Linked DNA regions of Mus musculus: region 2 is linked to region 1. A link is a contact called in public HiChIP or PLAC-seq data. All regions are on one chromosome and are shown on one strand. Each heading gives the region's core, a stretch centred on a gene start, on an enhancer-like site or on the middle of the called end of the contact. The rest is flanking DNA. Distances are from core to core; before and after follow the strand shown.

The links. HiChIP or PLAC-seq counts read pairs in DNA pulled down with a chosen protein or histone mark.
Region 2: an H3K4me3 HiChIP or PLAC-seq map of embryonic basal ganglia shows a contact between it and region 1, with 6 times the contacts expected there. The contact joins the enhancer-like site here to the promoter of Lrmda in region 1. A contact is called at or near these places in 4 of 39 promoter capture datasets (cranial neural crest, embryonic stem cells, second pharyngeal arch cranial neural crest and 1 more), 1 of 484 Hi-C or Micro-C datasets (bone marrow-derived macrophages), 18 of 115 datasets of contacts at active chromatin or transcription factors (the SCID.adh cell line, acute myeloid leukemia, bone marrow-derived macrophages and 14 more) and 4 of 9 other capture datasets (adipose tissue, embryonic tail, liver and 1 more).

The regions. Positions count from the first base shown.
Region 1 is chr14:22,018,103-22,021,092 of GRCm38.p6, reverse strand. Lrmda (leucine rich melanocyte differentiation associated) reads right to left here and starts at 1,381. Exons shown (of 7, transcript NM_028275.1): 1 at 1,185-1,381. The coding sequence starts at 1,214. Gm41106 (a long non-coding RNA gene) reads right to left here. Exons shown (of 2, transcript XR_874397.2): 2 at 2,288-2,990.
Region 2 is chr14:22,588,181-22,591,170 of GRCm38.p6, reverse strand. All of the region lies in intron 4 of Lrmda (leucine rich melanocyte differentiation associated), which reads right to left. Among named protein-coding and RNA genes, the nearest start is that of 4930405A10Rik, 47 kb to the right of the region's middle. Within about 2 kb of position 1,415, at least 25 of the 459 cell types and tissues checked have an H3K27ac peak or open chromatin away from gene starts, as enhancers often do. A contact at or near this core is called in the SCID.adh cell line and embryonic tail, where this site is marked.

The sequences.
Region 1 (2,990 bases), core at 132-2,631:
AGCCTGGCAGGCTCACTGCTGAGCTCTGGACTTGTGCCTGTCTGAGACTCCAGGCAGAGCCAGGGATCCTAGGAGATTAGGCCAATAGGGGCAGCAGAGAGATGGCAATTCAGCTTATTTCCATCAATACCTGCAGGGTGCCTGGTGCATAGAAGTCACTCAATAAATGTATTCAGTTGAGGAATAAACTACCAGACTCTGTTTTTTTAAAAAAAAAAAAAAAAAATGGAGTAGTTTGGTAGGGTGCACCCAGCAGGTATTTGTGTTTCCCCTTTGTAAAACTCTGAGGCCTCTGAGGAAGAACAATTCCCTTATCCCTGATGCTCTGAGCCTAAAGGGAGAACTTTCACCCTGTCTCCCTAGGGTGGAGAACTTTGCATAGTGAGTGCTGGCTTCATGGGAGGCAAAGCAAAAGAGAAACTACTTTTTTTTTCAGCACATACAGGGTCCCTGCTCAGCCTAGGGGAGTTTACCAGAGACCTTACCAAAGAGCTGAAAACGGGCACTGCGGGGTGTCTACCATCCAGTCTTGCCATGCCTTAGTGACACCTCTTCAAGAACCAGAGTAAAAATGTAGCACACCCTGGGCCTCCACCAGCCTTGAAAAGGAACCTCATTGTGAAAACAGAGCTCCTCCAGCCCCCGGCCAGGCGACACTCTGTGGTTTTCGTTGTGGCTCTGATGACTCTGTGCGCTTTGCTGCCATGCCCCCTCCCCCCTTTCTCCCATGTAAATGTATCAGATCATTTGTACAGTTGCCCTGGTATCAATAGGTAAACGGTTGCGTATTAAAACATTTTTCTTGCACCCTAAAAGTTCTTCTAAAACCCGCATTGTGAAAGAAGAAACTGAACCACTTTTGGTGAAAAATATGAGCCACCAGCACTGGGTCGCATGGAGAAGTTAGTCCCTAAGTGTTGATCAGTGTGACTCTAAGGACAGAGGGAGTTGGGGGATCTCAACTGCTTATCACACCACTACAAAGTGTGGCAGGATCAAAAGAAGAGTCTGACCCTTCTTCAACTTGGAGAAAGTGTGGGTACTTGGCACACATCACCTGCACATGCGACCTCCTCCCAGGGAAAAGGCACTCAGGTTAAAAGCCTTGGAGACCCGTGCCCCTCTGTCCCTCCCATCCCCAACTGGATCCCGGGACTAGATGGGGCTCACTTGGACCGACTTACTTGAGTTCCACTGACCATGAGCCCAGCCATTGTGGCAGGAACCCAGCAGGCGGGCGGCACTGAGCAGGGTGGCGGGCGGCGCAGTTCCGCACTGGGAGGTCAGCTGACCAACGGAAGCCCTAGACTCCGGTCGGCCACCAAGAACTGTGCGCAGCAGCGCTGCCGCCGCTGGCTGGCTCAACCCGGTGCACGTGAACCTGCACCTCCGGGCAGCTCGCAGCGGGTGGCCCGCGGCGCTGCACCCAGCGTGGGAACCCCACGCGACTACTCCTCTCTCCTGCCCAGTTCCTGTCCGGTTCCTCTACGGCCCCCGCTCCCCAAAAGGTGCCCCTTCCAGAATCCAATGCCCAGAGCTTTATTGCATTCATCAGACTCAGACTTGAAGTGAAGGGTGAAGGGGGTCCCCATCGTGGACGTGTCAGCAGAGTTGCTGCTAGTTCCCGACTCAGAACTGGGCCTTCCCAGAATTTCACAATCTAGGTTACATAACCGTCCTCAACTGCTGGAAGGAGGGGCCTCTTCACTCAAAGTCCCCAGTACAGTCTAAAAAGTATGAGCTTGCTAGCAGTGGGGAATGGGTCTCCTGGTGGGATGGAGTTTCCATTTGTTAGAGAGAAGGCTACAAGGAAAGGTTGAATTTTCCCCTTAAAGTGTCAGCTGGTCATACAGCCCCTACTCTCTTCAGGCCCACCACCACCGCAGTAGCTGACAGTAATGAAAGTTAGGGCAGGAATATTGATAATGTCTCCTACTCTCAGGATCCTTTTGTTCTTATTCTCCTCCAAGGGAAGAGACATGTGTAAGAATCAAAGCTATTAATCCTGTCGGCAGCACACACACGAGCCTAAACACACATACGTGTATACACACACACACACACACACCCCTCCCACCTCACCCTCACCCTCCAGAAGGAAGAAGTGACCATTGTCACCTCCTGACTGGGAAATCCAACCCAAGACCAGCAGCTCCCACATTCCAGATTTCCCTCTGGAACCTTCTTCTTGCCTGCTCTTGCCTTCCCACCTCCACCCTAAGGATGGTGCCAGTCCTTACCTATCATTGGGGTCGTGGCTGATAGATAGGCCTAGAGCAAAGTCACGTTAGCAAGAGAAAAACACATTTAATCCAAGTTTTCCATGGTAGGGGAGCCTTCAGAAATGAAGGTGTGGTGGATGGGAAACCACAGGCCTGTAATGACAGCACTTGAGGGGCTGAGGCGGTATCTCAAACTGGAGGCCCGACGGGGCTACATAACAAGACTGTGTCTCTGAGAAGAAAATAGTGTGTATGTCCGTGTGTGTGTGTGTGTGTGTGTGTGTGTGTGTGTGTGTGTGTGCGTGTGTGTGTGTTCATGTGTGTGTGTATGTGTGTGTATGTATATGTTGGTATGTGTGTGTGTTCATGTGTATTCGTGTGTGTGTGTGTATGTGTATGTATTCATGTATGTTCGTGTGTGCATGTGTGTGCATGTGTGTGTGCATGTGTATGCATTCATGTATGTTCATGTGTGTGTGTGTGCATGTGTATGTATTCATGTATGTTCGTGTGTGTGTGCGCTCGCGTGCGCTCGCACAAAGATACAGCTCAGACTGGATGAAGCTGAGTTAGCTGAACAGGAATATGACGGACAAAAGGGTGCACTATTGAGTGTGTAAACATTAAAGGGAGAGGGCAGGAGAGCATCCCTCCCCCAGGGAGCCCACTGGGACTCTTCTGGGATCAGGATCTAAGGACTCTCCATCATACAAGGCAACTTGATTTCTTTGCGACCAGCTCCCACCCAGAAAGACAGCTTCAAGTAGG
Region 2 (2,990 bases), core at 166-2,665, 570 kb before region 1:
GTGCTTATATCCCCACTTGTCTCCAAATTTCCTGAAACTGAGAGGCCACCACCCAGAGGTTCCCTCTCTCCATGTAAAATGGTAGATTTTCCTTAAAGGACCCTTTAAGGACAAAGCTAAATCTGGAAGGAGGGAGGAACAATTTCAATCCTTTTGTTACTATGGAAGAATCTATTTGTTTTATTCTAATATCAACAGCCTTAGTACTTTTTGCCTAGATGTCAAAAAGAAAGGCAAACCTTCTCTCGCCCTGCCTACCACGTTCCCCCCAGAAAGATGGCCTGTTCCCCAGTCAGAGTATAAACCACAGACTCATGCCATAGACCCCTCAGATCTGCTGGTGGAGTTGGCAGCCATACTTCGTTCCTGGAAATAGTGCAAGCCTCTCATGAGTCCTTGGGAGAGCCAGGCTCCAGAGTACTGGATGGCTTATCCATTCCACTTATGGCAAGCAATGCTTCCTCCCTTTGTTTCCCAACATCTTCTCACTCCCATACACGGAGAGTGCAGAGACAAAGTACAAGTTACTGATCCTCTGCCTGGTGCCTTGAAAGCAGCTATGGATGAGCCTTCGGATGGTTTCAGTCGCCACCCCCCCCCCCCGCCCCCTGCCCTCCCATTCCCAACCTAACAGAACAGGGCAAGGATGCCAACAAGACAATGTGATTCCTGCCTGTCAACTGGATTACATCAACTCTGTTTAATACTACTGGCCATCTCACGCTGCTTGAGAGCATGGATCAACTGCTAAAGGTGTTTGACTAATGAGAGAAAACAGCAAGGGCTTAGACACAGCTTCTTTGAGAGACCAAAGCTCTTAGAGATTGGGGGCAGGGTGCCAAGGAAAAGAGGTTGTCACCATGAAAAGTTGGTGGAGGGAGCTTTCAGGGCAGAGCAGATAGCTTGGGCTATAAGGTTTTGAGCTTACCTTCCTGAGCCTTACTTTCTCTATCTGAGTCATGAGAATGGGCCTTCGCCTCCTTCAAACACTAATTTGTTTGGGGTCTCTGTGCTCAAAGTTGATTGACAATAAATAGATGCATACAGTCCCTTCTTGATACACCAGACTCACCTGAATGCCTTGCATGACCACCCCCTCCCACCTCCAGAAAGAGGCAGTCAGAAAACACCAATGAGGACCAAGGCAGCATGAACAAAGGACTGAGTGGGACGGCTCCAGATGCTCTGAGAGACAACAATGATGGTGATGACCTCGCTCTAATGAGCTGAGGTGAGCGCACCTCCAGCATTAATGAATTGGCCTGACAACTGGCAAAGGCCAGCTGATTTTGCTCTCAGTTCACTGACAGCATGTTTGAAGTCTCTGTGCAAACAATACACCCACAGGACAGTCCAAGGGCCTGTATGGAGGGTAACCGGCAATTACTGTGTGGGCTTCTGTCGCTTTGATCTCTGGGTCGTGACCTTTGCTTTCTTGTGATCATCAAAGCCCAGATTGTAGATTAGCTGGGGAATGCTAGCTGGTTTATATAAGCCACAGGTTTTACAGCTCCTATTTAGTGGGAAACAGCCTTGGGTGGCAGCCCAAGGTGGCCCCAGACACCACCAGAGGGTCCCTCCTACCTTTCCTTTGGTGGAGTGCTACAGACACTGGGCAGGCCCCCAGGCTGCTGCCTACCAGGGAACAAAGAAAGGGCCTCATATTTTAAATAATTTAAAGTTTTAAGGAATACAGAGGGTGGAGTGGGGTGGGGGACTGGAGGAAACAACCAGAGCCTGAAGGGACAGAAATTGAAAGAAAATGCACAACAGAGCTAAGCCACAGAAGACCAGCGTCAAGCCTGAGAGCCCAGGTTTCTTGTCTGAAAGGTGATGTTCGGCATTAAGTCTCTGCTGACTTTCAGCCATCATTCTTCTTGAAGGAAAAGATAAGAAGGTGTTAGCATCCAGGGGTCTTCACGGGGTTTGTTTTCTCTGCCAGATGAAGAAGGAGAAAACAAGAAATATCTGGAGTGAGGCAGGATGCAGTGGAGAAATCCTGAACATAGAACAGGAGCAGACAGAATCAGCGGTCAAAGAAAGGCTTTTATGGGGTGAGGAAACACACAGAAGGCAGGCACATGAAGAAAGAGATGCCCTGCTTTGCAGAGGCAACGGGGAAAGCTAAACTCAGATCTCCTCCAGGACTGAAGCGTTAAGGGTCTGTGAGAGGAGTCTTTCTTCCCCAAGTTTAGAGTTCCTTAGTTTGAACAAAGGCAAGGAGGCAAATAGGTCAGTATCTTTGGGGTAAACAGGTCCTGGCGTGGCCTTGAACTTGTCCATAGGCTGAGTTCCCTGGTGGTGAGATTTAAAAAAAAAAAAAATCTTTCTTTTAAGCTCCTAGGCTTTTCTCTCAGGTCAGGAGTATAAGGAAGAAATCAGCCATCTTGGAATTTCACCACCTTATTATCTAGTCATGTCTCTCTCTCTCTCTCTCTCTCTCTCTCTCTCTCTCTCTCTCTCTCTCTCTCTCTCTCTCCTTTCTCCTTTCTCTGCCTATCAGCAAATCAGTCTATCTCTTAGTCTCTCTCTCTCTCTTAAAAAAAAAAAAAAACTGCCAGAAGAAAAAAAAAAAAATAGGAAGGGGGTGGAGAGATGACTCAGCGTTTAAGAGCACTGACTGTTCTTCCAGAGGTCCTGAGTTCAATTCCCAGCAACAACATGTTGGCTCACAATCATCTGTAATGGGATCTGATGCCCTCTTCTGGTGTGTCTGAAGACAGTTACAGTATACTCATAAAAATAAATAAGTAAATAAATCTTTAAGAAAGAGAGAGAGAGAGAGAGAGAGAGAGAGAGAGAAACTATTCTGAGCACCCAGGTTTCCACCCCTGACTTTCTATATGCATTTTGTATGGTATCAAAATCTGCAAGAGGCCCAAGTTCATATTCATGCAACAGCAGTGCCTTATCCACACAGCGAAATGCAAATGAGTTCAGACCCCGCTCACTTCTCAGCCATGAGCAAACACAAATGGCTAAGGGAATCC